Regions from separate parts of the Zea mays genome. Here region 2 is linked to region 1. The links are chromatin contacts, called in public Hi-C maps. All regions are on one chromosome and are shown on one strand. Each heading gives the region's core, a stretch centred on a gene start, on an enhancer-like site or on the middle of the called end of the contact. The rest is flanking DNA. Distances are from core to core; before and after follow the strand shown.

Region 1 (7,344 bases), core at 2,072-4,571:
AGCGACAGACCTTTTATCACTTTGTGCTTTCTTGAATCCAATACTTGGCTCTTTTGACATGGAAAAGGTATGCTCTCTAGTGGAAAAGTATTATCCTGCTGATTTCTCAAATCAAGAAAGAATGCAATTAGAGTGCCAATTGCCACATTTTCAACTTGATGTTTGCAACCATCCAGAACTAAAGGGTTTATCATCTTTGGCTGATTTAACAAGTGGATTAGTTAAGCTGGGTAAAGATTCTTCTTATCCGATGGTAGATAAATTATTGAGATTACTTTTAACTCTCCCTGTGTCAACTGCGACCACAGAGAGAGCCTTTTCAGCTATGAAATTTGTGAAGACACGTCTTCGAAGCAAAATGGGAGATGCCTATTTACGGGATTATCTGGTCGTTTATATTGAAAGGGAATTAGCGGCAATGATTAGTTCCGATGATATTATCAAGGCCTATGATCTAGCTAATACACGTAGAGCTAAATTCAAAATAACTGAGATGTAATTTTATTTTGTTTGACAAAATAGATGCTGTTTTATTATACTGTTTTTGTAATGAACATTATATATCAATATATGTATTGTGGTTGGTTTCTTTGCCATTTTAATAATGTATCCTTGCTGGTTTGGTCGCTTGGAGGCTAAGTCTGCCCCCCTATCTTCGGATCCTGGCTTCGCCCCTGTCTGTGTCACCATAGAAAGCAAGAGTGAACCTACGCCTCAGGACAAGAAGTAGGACACTCAACGCCCTTGGAACCGATAAGTATTTCCATGTGCACAAGTTAGATAGCCATGACATGATTGAGTGTAGGGCAGTGGCGGTTAAGGAACTACCCGACTCGAACATCGGTCTCTAAACTGTTCGTTTCCCTGTGTGTGGAGAAAATTCCTTCCTCCGTAGGTTTTAACAGTGCCCTAAAAATTGTTCTCTAAATATAGAAGATGCATCTCAATCCTCTCTACATACTGAGCCTCTCTTATCTCCTGTATCTACTTTTTATATTTTAAATAGTAGATTTAAGTAAAACTAAAATATGAATAGGAGATTTAAGGGTACAACAAATAAGTATGTATAAAAACCTAGAGTAAATACATGTCTAATATGGATATTCAAAATAGAGGACGAGATAGAGTTTTAAGTGCACTGCGTAAGGGCAAAACTGTGTAATTCCTCTGCACATAGACCATGGTCGACCTTTTGAAACTTCATCCAAGCTGCCATGCGCCACCGACATGATGATTTTGCACTCACGCGGCTGAAAGTGGTGGCACCTCCGCACCTGACACGCGAATGCACTGCGCATCGGACGCACAAAATAAATGGCCCCTCTCTCGTTTCTCGATCCCTCCTCGGCCGAGCACATGACGCCGGTGCAGAGCCTGACCCGCTAGCCTTGGCGGTTTGACCGGCACGCAACTAGAGATGGTAATGGGTACCCGAAACCCGAAACCCGATGGGTTTTTACCCCATTAGGGTACGGGTTTGAGTCAATTTTCATACCCATGGGTTTGTTAATGGGCATAAATCTATACCCGGCGGGTTTATGGGTACGGGTTTGTTCCTATAGTACCCAAACCCGTGAACCCGTGGGTTTTTTAAACCCGACCAAACCTAGTGCATATTGTCATTTTATTTTATAAACGACCAACAAACTTGTTATTCCTTATTTACTTCATAATTTTTATCAATTGGTGAATGCATCAATAGTCGGTGAGAGTGTTGCTTGCTTGCTATTATAATTTTTACTAGCGTTATATATGTGGTGGATGGATAACTTAGTGCAAGGTCACTTAATTATACAACTTATTATTTGTATTTCATTCTCTCTACTAATAATTTTTATACCAAATCATGAACTCGTTGTTCATTACATAGATTTTGGATCATGATCTCATTAATCATTACGATACTTATTGATTATGAGAAGAACAAGTATATTGGAGATGAAACCCGCGGGTAACCCATGGGTACCCGCTAACCCGACGGGTACGGGTTTGGGCAAAATCTCAAACCCGTCATGGGTACGGGTTTTTTAACGGGCATGGATATTTTTCACGGGTACGGGTTTGGGACGGCAAAACCCAGCGGGTTTGTACCCGTTGCCATTTCTAGTCGCGTCTGCCGTCTCGTGACTGGAAATCCATGCCATCATCCTCTTCATCAGCGGCAACGGCAAGTCCATCGTCCGCGTCATCTCCATCGGCCTCCGGTCCCTCATCGCCGCCTTCGGCGTCGCCAGCCTTGCCGCTCAAATCATCATCCGACGAGCCGCCGCTCCAGCTCCTGGCCCCAGCAGCAATGTCATTGTCATCGACGGACGCGTGGCCCGGGAAGCGGACGAAGCGCATCCTGCCCAGCCGGCGCCGCGCCGGCTCGGCGTCGTCGTCGTTGCTGCTGCCGCTGGTCTCCTCCACGGCCACGTGCCGCCGTCGCTCGCCGAACGGATGCGTGAGCTGGTACACGATCCAGACGGCGACGGCGACCAGCAGGAAGGCCTGGAAACCGTGGCTTGCCCGGAGCTTCTTGCTTCTATGGCTCCTGCTTGACAGTTGCCTCAGCATGGTGGGCTCGGCTCGTTTCCTTTCGTTCGGTGGATGAGGATCACTTCAGGTGCTGGCTCTGTACTCCTCCCTGGCTTCATCAAGTACCATGCGAAGGGGAAAAAAAAATAAGAGCAGCAAGTGACCTGACGGTGAACTGTATATGCACTTCACTCCAAAGAAACTGTTGCATGCTCAATGCTGCCCAGCGTAATACAGGAGTAACAAAGACACGGCGCTTATGGCTATGTTCTTGGAGAAAAGTTACCGAAGAGGAAGGAAGAAGCGCTGGAAAGCTTGGCTTCCTGGCAAAGTCACTGCGACCGAGAGAAACTGGAGTGGAACCAACCGCCTGCTTCACGAGTTGATGCTCCAGGCCTTTACTGACTCTGTGCGCCCTGTCTCGGTTTGGGAGAGGACGAAGACCAGCAAGACACCATGAATGCATGCCGACCAGAGAAGGCACGTACGGAGCTACTTCCTCCGTTATAAATTTGATTCAATTAGATTTGGCATGCTTTGCTTTGAGTCTTCGATGATTTGGAACGGAGCGAGTGGCTATATAATACTGCTACTGTGATGAAGGCATGAAGCCCAGGCAGTCAGAGTAAACACATGAGACGGAGGGAGAGAGAGAGAGAGAGGCAGAGAGCTACCGATGTCTGAACCGTCAGCCACCGGATCGATGACCATGAGCGCAGCGGATCGAAACAAGCAAGTCACCGGATCTCCAAAAGCTGGAAGCCTAGAGCTCGAAAGGAGAACGTGTTGCGTGTAGAGATGGCAACGGGTACAAACCCGCTGGGTTTTGCCGTCCCAAACCCGTACCCGTGAAAAATATCCATGCCCGTTAAAAAACCCGTACCCATAACGGGTTTGAGATTTTGCCCAAACCCGTACCCGTCGGGTTAGCGGGTACCCATGGGTTACCCGCGGGTTTCATCTCCAATATACTTGTTCTTCTCATAATCAATAAGTATCGTAATGATTAATGAGATCATGATCCAAAATCTATGTAATGAACAACGAGTTCATGATTTGGTATAAAAATTATTAGTAGAGAGAATGAAATACAAATAATAAGTTGTATAATTAAGTGACCTTGCACTAAGTTATCCATCCACCACATATATAACGCTAGTAAAAATTATAATAGCAAGCAAGCAACACTCTCACCGACTATTGATGCATTCACCAATTGATAAAAATTATGAAGTAAATAAGGAATAACAAGTTTGTTGGTCGTTTATAAAATAAAATGACAATATGCACTAGGTTTGGTCGGGTTTAAAAAACCCACGGGTTCACGGGTTTGGGTACTATAGGAACAAACCCGTACCCATAAACCCGCCGGGTATAGATTTATGCCCATTAACAAACCCATGGGTATGAAAATTGACTCAAACCCGTACCCTAATGGGGTAAAAACCCATCGGGTTTCGGGTACCCATTGCCATCTCTAGACGCGACGACGATCCGAAGGCCGTGCATGGAGGAACTCATCAGAATGGACTGAACATAAGCGGTGTTGCTACAGTGAACGGCACCGGCACTGTGCTGGATGGTGCTGCCGTTCTACTGTCCGAAGCGACTGGCGGTGCTGCAGATGGCGCTGCCCTGACTCTGACTGCTTCTGCCAAAAACGATTCATCTGTCGTCGGTACGGCGTTGTTGCGTGGCACAGGATCAGCTGGTGAGTTGCTTGCCAACAGTTTCGCTGCAGGGGCACCTGGAGCAGAGAAGCCTGCTAACAAGACCCAGAAGGCAGGAACCTTCTGATAAAAAAGAACGCATCTCGAGCTGAGAATGCACGATGTTACCCGGGGCAGGGAGAACTCTAGTTCTCCATGCATATTGATTTATCACTACCTTGTACACAGGGCATTTTGACTCGTGTTTTTATTTTTGGGGGTCAGATGTCCTATGATCCTATCACCAAAATGGGGGATGCTACTGCCCGAAGCATTGTTTTCCTAGTGCAGCAATAGAGAGTTTGCAGATGAACGATGAGGTCTCTCTTTCCCTGAAACTACAGTTGATCACAATTTCTGATCCGTTGCTACACAGCTAGAAACCGAAAGCTGGGATTCACAAACACTAGCAATAGAGAACATTAAAATATTACCTTGTCCAACCTACATGTTTACTGGAAAATAAACAAAACAAACCATTACGTTCTGCCTTGATAGAATGATAGTTGATACGGGAAATCATCACGAGCACAGGGTGCAATCTTAAGCCATCAGAATATGATAACAGCTTTTGATAATTGTGATGCCGTTTCCTGACACCGGGCAAGATCAACTTACAGGTGACCATATTTGACGTGGACGGCAAAGAAAAGAAGACAAGACGGTAACAGCTAACACAGTTAAAACCTCACTGTCAATACAAGAGTTTGGTCATTCTTATTTCTTGTTGCAGCAAATAGGTCTCAAGGGAAAAGGAAAATCACTGAAACAACCATATAACTCTTTTAAGCATGCACCAGCTCCTGAATGTGTGCTAATCAGGGCTCAGTGGTGGTCCTTCGTCTCAAACAAGCCATCAGGGCCTGCATTACACAATTGTATGATGTATCAGAAATGGAAAAGCAAAATTCATAATCGATAGCCTGAAGTCTGAAATCACAAATGGAGCTGTTCGGCAGCAAGAAAAGGTTGCTGCTGCTGCATACTCCAGTGTTTCACTGAGAGAGAAAAAAAAGTCCATCTGCTACAGCAGCAGCCGCCGCAAGCTCTGAGCGAACGGCTTCAATAATGTTTACCGTTTGCACCTAACTTAGATGATACAAAAGAACTCTCTGGATTCTAAAAGGCATTTTCCTATTAATATATACAGGAAAGAGCTGCAGCACTTATTGAACAATGATGAAAAACAGTTTGGAGTGAATGCCATCTTTGGCATACTACTGAGTACTGACTACTCAGTTCCAAAAAAAGATGCAATTCTAAGTTTGACTAAATTCATACTAGATAAGCTTCACTAGATTTGCCATGAACTATATTTTCGTATACCTATTTGTAGTCTCAAAACGTTGATACTATTTTCCATAAACTCAGTCAAACTTATGTTAGTTGGCTATGCCCATACCTAGAATTGCATGTTTTTTGGGACCGAGGTAAGACACATTGAACCAGATTACAATGAAGACACAAAAACATTCTTTTCAAGGTATTTTTGGAGTTTGTGAAATAAGGGTGAAAAGAAAGACAGAAAGACACACTTGGCATCATGTTTGAATGTCTCAATTCCGAACACTGACCAGGCTGGGGATTAGATCAACTGTTATCTTTTGTAAGGTGTTGAATGCAGTGGTAACTCAACAGAGTAAATGATCACAGATAAGTGGATAACAAGCAAGCAAATGCTGATCTTCGCAAAATAACCACACTACTATGCTATTCAATCACAAATCAGTTTGGTCATGATGCAGGGCAATCGAGTTCAACTAATATTCCAAAGCAATGTGGGTCGTGTGAAACATTAAATGAATTCTAAAAATTATTGAACAGCCGACAATAATAATAATAATAATAATAATAATAATAATAATAATAATAATAATAATAATAATAATAATAATAATAATAATAATAATAATAATAATAATAATAATAATAATAATAAAAGACTTGGCCAGGGGGGAGAGACATCCCCCTCAGTTTGCCCTTAGGTTTGAGCCAGCCTTCAAACCTGGACTGGTGACAGGGGTTTCCAGACCCACCGAATTCAACAGTCTACCCAGTGTAACTAGGGAGAAGTTGGCGAACAGCCCTAACTAATACTGTAGAAACTTGCTCGATGTTCAAGGCTAACACATCGTTGTCCCTTTCTTGAGACGATGCAAACCCATTTTAGTATACGGTCATACATGACAAGACAACCTCTTGCAGTGTCACACAGGATAAACTAATGAGGCATTCCATCAGAGTATCTATTCCCTAGATAGTTCCTGGCTAGAACAATTATTAACAGATAAAGATAACAATCCCATAGCATGCTCACCTGGTGTTTCAATATTTGTGCAAAACAAAACAACCAAGAATAAGGGAAAAATATAAGATACCAATGTGCACCCTTAATATTATTTGTAGAGCTATCAGACAGATGCATACAATTAGTTAACCAAGACGATAATCCTATACGCAAATAGAGAACTCTGTCAACTAAATACTAGGCTATAATGTCATACAGAGGCCTCTAGTACACAAAGTATTACAGATTAATCCGATGGCATATCACCAAAGCAAGTATTAATCCTGACGCATTTCTTTCAACAAAAGGGAACGGAGCAAATAACATAAAATCAAACAAGCAGCCAAATCGAATTGATGAGGTATACAGTCCATACCCCATGGGAACTCCTTGTTGCGGATGTGCAGATAGGGGTACGCCTGCAACAACAACAAAAAACATTTTAGACTCAGGCCAAATCTAATCAGATATTCCGAGAACTCAAGAGTGAGATCTGACCGGCGGCTCATCGAAGTGGGGGTGGCCCTTGGACAGGTTGTACGCCGCCAGGAGGGTGCAGGTCACGATCCCGGCGTAGGTGATCTTCTCCCACTTGGCCGTCTCATCTGCGAACGCGGAAAGCGAAGGGCCCAGAACCCAGATCAGGATCCGATCGGGTCTCGCAAAAAGAGAAGGAAGGGAACGGGGTAAGCGACCAAGGCGGCAAGATGTACGTACAGGCGTCGTCGTGGACGGAGGAGGACATGCGGCGCCTCAACGGGCCGGCGCGCACCGCCAGCGACCGGAGACCGGATCTCGCCGCCGCCGAAGCCATGGGTGGTGCCGCTGGTT
Region 2 (7,344 bases), core at 1,467-3,966, 540 kb before region 1:
TTTTCCCGAGAGCGACGAGTTCGTCGCGGATGACTCACTGGACAGTCCGGTGAATTTTAGCCGTACACCTCTGTCGTTTCTCGAGAGCAGTCGGTTCACCGTCGGCTAGCCTGGCGCACCGGACACTGTCCGGTGCAGCACCGGACAGTCCGGTGTGCCAGGCCCGAGCTGATGTTGGCTGCTCACAGCCAATCCTTTTCCAAATTCGTTTCTCTTTTCTCTGCAGTGTTTCTAGCACTTGGACAAACATGTTAGTACTTTAAAAACAATTCACTAAGTCTAGAAACGTACCTTGTCTTTGATTTGCACTTCTTGCTCACTTAGCACATACAAGTTCAAAACATTTGTATTGGGCATCTAATCACCAAAACAATTATAGAAATGGCCCAATGACACATTTCCCTTTCAGCAGCGCGCGTGGTCGGCCGCGATGACGCCCTCGACACCGGCCACGACGCCGCCCTCGACGCCGGCCACAACGCTGCCCTCGGCGACGACCTTGACGCTGCCCGCGGGGTGCCCTAGACGCCGGCCACGGGCCTCCCTTGACACCACCACAAACATTTGTGCACTCGACGCCGCCCGCGGGCTGCAGTCTGCTCCATTACTGTTGATGTGTACTGCTTGTTGCTAGGACATACTGCATGATGTCTTGTTATGCACTTGATTGACTGTTGGTGCATAGCTGTTGTTGTTTGATACTACTTGCATACTAATTCATGTTGTATATGTATTTATTTATCGAAAACTGACTTTTTTTATGCATTAACAGGATGAAGATGGACTAGAATTTTCTAAAAATAATGAAGATGTAGCAAGTGGCTCCTCTCCATGAGCAATGTGTCTTATGTTTGTTGAGAGATGTGAGCAAATGAGAATTGGTTGTAATAGTCTATGCGTGCTAAGTGATCTTGATGTGAACAAGTGATTATGAATATGTGTTCTAAACTTTATATTGTGTCATGTGTGCTAGTAGACTTATATGGCTTCTTATGTTAGCCAAGAGCCCAAGACTTATGTGCTACATTAATCTATGTGTGCTCTGGATTTACATGGCTTTTATCTATGCTTAATTAAGACTTGTGTTTGCAATTTTTATTTGTTGTTAAGTTTTGAAATATGGTTTCATTGTGTGATTTTACCGAACAAAAATACTGGTTCCCGTCCGATTTCGATGTTTACCCAACCGGATCGTATCGTTTTTCGATTCCCGTATTTATCCCGTTCGTTTTCGTTACCGAAATATCCTGTTTTCGCTTTCGTCCCGCAAGTTAAATATGAAAAATGAAAACAGTAGAGGTATTTTTCCGACCGTTCCTGACCGTTTTCATCCCTACCTGGCACCCTCCATTGGTGTCCTTTCTCTATCTCTGTATGCATGGTGGAATTGAGAAGGACTAGATAAGATTAAATACCTCCCTATTCAATTTTGAATCACCCTTAATCTTCTTCAATCCACCTACAACCGAAAAGGGGCTTAACATTTGGTGCAAAACTAAATGTTGATTTGGTGCCCTTCCACTTCATCAATATATTTGCCGTCTCTATTCTAAAGAAAGGAAAGAAGGAAAAGAAAAGGTAGTGATCCTAACACCACACGTCCACACATGATGCACGTTGTACTGTACCCGCACGGCGCTGTTCATTTGTGCCCTGTTGCACAGGAAACCGACGGCCACGTAACTTTCCGTTTCCTTTGCTTTCCGAGATGCGAAAACGACAGCCACCGAACATATAGTGGGGGTAGAGATGGCAATGGGTAAAAACCCGCTGGGTATTACTTGCCCAAACACATACCCGCGAAGAAAAAATACGCCCGCTAAAAAACCCATACCCATGACGGGTATAAAATTTTGCCCAAATCCATACCCATGCGGGTTTCGGGTACCCAACGGGTTTCCCATACCCAATAACATCAACATAAAAAATAATTCATCATGTAAATGACAATCAATACATTAATAAGCTAGCATAAAAGAAACAAGTGATAACTAATTTTAGCCTAAAATTTGTTACATGAAGTTTATTTTAATTAGAACATATTCAATTAATAATATTATGAGACATATTTATAAGGAAGGTTGATTTTAAGGCGGGTTTTAAAAACCCATGGGTTTGCGGGTATGGGTAGTGGAAGAACAAACCCATGCCCACGTACCCGTTGGGTTTCCATTTGAACCCATTAACAAACCCATGGGTAAAGAAATTGACCCAAACCTATACCCTAATAGAGCAAAAACCCACCGGGTTTCGGGTAGCGGGTACCCATTGCCATCTCTAAGTGGGGGTGATGTGAGAACATTCCATACACGCACGGCACGGGCTATCCAGTCGCGCCCTCCGACCCACATGTCAGCGGCACGAACCCATGGTACAGTAATAACACAGTACTACATCTTTACACAAAGCACTAGCCTTCGCGTTTGGGTCAGAGTCAGACTCCACTCGAGTCGGAGTCGCCACTGCCGCGCGGGGCCCGACACGCCACGGGATCGCAAGTGAGCGACGGCTCCACGCATCTGCATCCGCCGCTAGCGCTGCGCGAGTGCGGGGCCTTCCTCCACTCCCACTCGTCTCGCAGACTCGCACCCGCGTTCCCCGTGGTCAACTCGCTGCCTCCAGCGACGACCGCGAGGGGGGGCCGAAATAGGCAGGCAGGCAGCGGCAGGCCACCCAAAAAGCGACCACCCTGCGCGCACCACCTCGGCTGCCATTGCCATTGGCCATTGCCATAGCCATGGCCACGCCATGACGCCCCGCCCAGCTGCACGCGCTCACACCCCCACCGCTCCACTCCGCTCCGCCTAACTCTCACCCTCACCCGCCACCGCTCGCCTCCCCATGCTTCCGCGCTGCTGCCGCCGCCGCTCGGGTGCCTCCTGCCTCGCCGTGCTCCTCCTCCTGCTGCTGCACGCGGGCGCGGCGTCCGCGCAGGGCGCGCTTGCGCGGCAGGACGTCGCGGCGCTCCACGGCCTGCGCGCGTCGCTTGGCGTGCGCGCCAGCGACTGGCCCGACAGGGCCGACCCCTGCACCTTCTGGTCGGGCGTCGTCTGCCGCGCCGGCCGCGTCGCGGAGCTCCGCCTCTCCGGGCTCCGCCGCACCCGCGCGGGCGCCCGGAGCGCGGCCTTCGCCGTCGACCAACTCCCGCGGCTCGCAGCGCTCCAGGCGTTCAACGCCTCCGGGTTCCCGCTCCCCGGCCGGATCCCGTCCTGGTTCGGCCGCGGCCTGCCGCCGTCGCTCGCCGTCGTTGACCTCCGCTCCGCACGCGTCAATGGCGAGCTCCCGGTCGATCTCGGCATGTCCGGGAACCTCACCACCCTTGTTCTCTCCGGTAACAACCTGTCCGGCCCTATCCCGCTGTCGCTCCTCTCAATCGCTGGTCTCCGCGTTCTCGACCTCTCCGCCAACAATCTCACCGGCCCGCTGCCGAACGTGTCGTTCTCTGGCAGTGGTGGAGCTGGAGTCTTGTTCAACGCCTCTGGTAATGCCTTGTACGGCGCCGTCGGCGATGCCACTGGCTCCCTCAGGAAGAGGTTCTGGGTTGTTGATGTCTCTGACAATTACTTCGATCAGGTGCTTGGAACTGGGTTTCAGAATGGAACCGATGGTGTAGTGGATCTCAGGATGAACTGTTTGTCTGGTGCAGCAAGCCAGCGTACCCGCGGGGATTGTGAGGCTTTCTACACGAGGAACGGGGTGAGGCTTGCGTTGGACCCCAAGCCACCATCGCCATTGCCAGAGCCACAGCCACCACAGGTGCTGATGCCGTCAACGAAAAAGAGAGGGGGCAAATGGAAGTTTGTATTGACCGGGGTCCTTGGTGGTGCTGCAATTCTGGTAACACTTGGCCTTAGCGTTCTGGTATTTTGCTTGTTGAGAAGAAAAGGAAGGAAACCGAGAGGGAGAGGAGTGGAGCAGACTGAAGAGGGCATTCGGTCTGGGCGGAGAAGTAGTAGTGTGAATCCCGTCACAATGTCACCCATGGCATCCCCCAGAGCCAGTGGTTCACCAAAGGGCGTTCCTATTATCACAGATGAATTCACCTATGAGCAGTTGCACCATGCTGCAGGGGGCTTTGGGGATGATAACCTCGTCAAGCATGGGCACTCCGGTGACATGTACTATGGTGTCCTGGAGAGTGGCTTTCAAGTTGTCATAAAAAAGATTGATCTGAAGACCAGGAAGAAGTGCCAGGGCGAATTGAGCTTCCTTACAAAGCATACCCATGGGAGGATCGTTCCATTGCTGGGCCATTTGGCTAAGGATGAAGAGGAATTGCTTGTCTATAAGTACATGGCAAAAGGTGACCTCACAACCGCACTGCACAAGAAGTCAGTGGAAGTTGAACAGGGGTTGCGCTCATTGGATTGGATAACGAGGCTCAAGATTGCAATAGGTGTGGCTGAGGCCTTGTGCTTCCTTCATGACGAATGCAATCCTCCGTTGGTCCACAGGTATGCTAAGAAATCTTCTCTTGTTTAATCATTTGCTAATGTATTCCATGAGCTGTTAGTTGATGGTGGTAGTTTCGAAAAATAAATTGTTGCATAAAGTATATGGCTACTTTCAAAATTAACATGATGGAACAGATAGTGGAAATTGCACGTAGCTAAGCTCAAAAGATTCTTGCTATTTATTAAATAATTAAATTCAACAAGAGGTGACAAGTGGGATAGTGACAGAAGGTACTTGTACATTTGAAATAATTAGTAGTTGCACATTTTGGTGGGGGTTCCTCTACATGGTCCCCTGTGGTCCTGCATCAATTTGCACACTATGTATATCCAAGAAGCATAGCTTAAAGGAAAATAGCATGTGCAGGTTTCCATAGAACCTTCATTTACATCATTACATGTGAGGACATCAAATCTCGAAGTTGAAATTAAACAAACCTTGATGCATTTAAGCTTAGATCCATTGGTTCCATGTCAACAATTAATCCTAACATATTTTGGCAATGAAATAGATTGATTGTTTTGTGAAAGTATCATTTCTGTCATGGCACTGAAGTTCTTTTGATATCTTGATAACTGTTAGTGCATGTATTATTATTTCCTACTTATGTCTTCATTGTAAATGTAGAGATATCCAAGCCAGCAGTGTGCTTCTTGAGGACAAATTTGAAGTGTGCCTTGGGAGTCTGAGTGAAATATGCACTCAACAAAGTGCAGGAAGCCAAAGTTTCTTCTCTCGGATTCTAAGATCATCGAAGTGAGATTTCTAAACCATCCTCAATGCTTTTTTTTGGCTTGAGATCTGCATGGGTCTAGAACCACTCCTGCCCCCAGAACTGGTTTAATGAACATGCTCCTTTTAAAAGGAAAAAAACCCTAGTACGGCTGATCACCTAAATGGTATTAACCTGGCAACTGCATTAGTGCGTTACAAAAAAGGCAGGCCAAGTAATTTTGGGTCAATGCAAAAACAGGCCACAACTACAAGGCTATAGTGCTATCAGGTGCATGGAATTGGAGCATGGAGACCACGACTGCATTTTCTAACAAGAATCCAGTGTGGCTACAAGTTCCTCCCACCAAAAATTTAGCTTAATTCTTATCTGGAGAAACCTCATAAGCAGTTTTTTAATATCACACTTGGAAACTACAATATTGTGTCCCTTAACCACATTGCTAAGGCATCTGTGAAAATTATGAGAGTTCATGGTAGGATAATGTACTGATACTTCACCCTGGTTAGACACCTGCACTTTTTCCTATCTTATTCCCCTAAGAAAATGCACTGCCAAGGAACACACCTACTCTACAACTTTGAGTTCTATTTATATAATACATAAAGGGTCCTTTGCTGACAGTAGTATTTGTTTCTTTCTGGCAGGTCCCTTGACAAGAACATACCAGGTGTGTAAAGCACTCATCAGCTCTATTTAGTTCAATATTTGCAATCTCTGTATATACATTCATGCAACTAAAAGGGCTTGTGTGCAAAATAAAGCTGTGTGTTGTAACATTATGATATCTGCTTCTCACTTTACAGGTCCACCAGCTAGCTGCTCATACGACATTTACTGTTTCGGGAAGGTTCTACTAGAGCTAATCACTGGAAACTTCGGTGCGAGTGGCTCAACCAACGCAGATTCAGAAGAGTGGTTAGCAAGAACATTAGATTACATCAACGCAAATGACAAGGAGGGTGTCTCAGGTATTGTGGATCCCACCCTTGTTGTGGATGATGACCATCTAGAGGAAGTGTGGGCAGTGTCCATCGTCGCGAAGACATGCCTGAATCCAAAGCCCTCTAGGCGTCCACTCGCTCGATACATCCTGAAAGCACTGGAGAACCCACTAAGGGTGGTGCGGGAGCAGGAAGAGTTCCAATCCAGTCCATCTCACCTCAGAAGTACCCCATCCCAGGGCTCTTGGCGTTTCGCTTTCCATGGAAACAAGTACCACAGCTGGGAGGCCATGCCAACGTCGGGGCAAGCACTTGCTCGGAAAAATACAGCGAAGTCTCAGGGGACCGAGGGGAGTGACGAGGACGAAGAGAACTCGTTCTCGTTCAAGAGGGCTTCTCGGGACGATTTTCCGGATCCCATAGAGTTTGAAGGAGGTGTTGTTGTGAAGGAGTACCCGCAGACTAGCTAGCGATACTTGATGTGCATCTCTTTGATGTCTCTAGGTGAAAAGCTGTGTATACAGAATAGATAAATTTTTCCCCTCTTTTCTCTTTACTTGTTTATCTCAGTCGATTGAAATGGAATAAATGGCGCACTGGGTGTGCCATCCTTGAAATGCAAGCCAGTAAAGTTCTCAGATAGAGCCATTTGCCATTCAAAAACTGTTATGAAATTTTAGTGGTTGATCCAAAGTGAATTGTAGTGGAGAGCAGTTTAAGCCTTACCCGGGAGGTGGTTCTGGTCGTTGGATTGAATGGGATCATACTTCTGCAGCTGAAAACTTTTGAGCATGGCCACTGGTGCGTACTGAGTGTGATAGAGCATTCATCTGCAGCTGCAGTTTCATCCGGTGAGCTTGAACACCGAAGACGAAATGGAGGGCACCTCCATGGTCTGTTGTAGCTTCTGTTGAGTTTGAAAAAACGGACAAAAGAAGCAATCTGAACATTATGGAGATCGGTGATACCAGACTAGTGCCATGGACGGATGGCACGCAGTTATGGAGATCGGCGACAGCACTGCCCGCCCCCTCCGCGAGGCAGCACCAGTTACGGGAGGTTGACTTCAATTATTTCTGACGTAAATCCGCGCGGAATTGGAGTTGGGTTTTTTCTGACGTAAATCCGCGCGGAATTGGAGTTGGGTTTAACCCGACGCTGGATCAGCTGGTCCAGGACATCGGTGACTCGTTTTGCCTTCAGGCTCTGGTG

What was found. Hi-C and Micro-C count contacts between places; a contact is called where the count stands out from the background.
Region 2: a contact with region 1 is called in a Hi-C map of leaf, with 7 times the contacts expected there. The contact joins the promoter of LOC606465 here to the promoter of LOC100276571 in region 1. A contact is called at or near these places in 2 of 25 Hi-C or Micro-C datasets (ear and leaf).

Annotation. Positions count from the first base shown.
Region 1 is chr1:288,685,473-288,692,816 of Zm-B73-REFERENCE-NAM-5.0, reverse strand. LOC100276571 reads right to left here and starts at 3,321. Exons shown (of 2, transcript XM_008667278.4): 1 at 2,804-3,321; 2 at 1,825-2,630. The coding sequence starts at 2,556. The coding sequence ends at 2,104. LOC100274770 (Cytochrome c oxidase subunit 6a mitochondrial) reads right to left here. Exons shown (of 4, transcript NM_001149056.2): 1 at 7,231-7,344; 2 at 7,012-7,118; 3 at 6,890-6,932; 4 at 4,705-5,089. The coding sequence starts at 7,327. The coding sequence ends at 5,052. LOC118473248 (zinc finger MYM-type protein 1-like) reads left to right here. Exons shown (of 4, transcript XM_035962196.1): 3 at 1-67; 4 at 177-182. The coding sequence ends at 182.
Region 2 is chr1:289,220,284-289,227,627 of Zm-B73-REFERENCE-NAM-5.0, reverse strand. It overlaps LOC606465 (wound and phytochrome signaling involved receptor like kinase), which reads left to right and starts at 2,716. Exons shown (of 4, transcript NM_001112325.1): 1 at 2,716-4,454; 2 at 5,083-5,211; 3 at 5,836-5,858; 4 at 5,995-6,772. The coding sequence starts at 2,842. The coding sequence ends at 6,602. It overlaps LOC111590573 (a long non-coding RNA gene), which reads left to right. Exons shown (of 2, transcript XR_002749706.2): 2 at 773-1,081.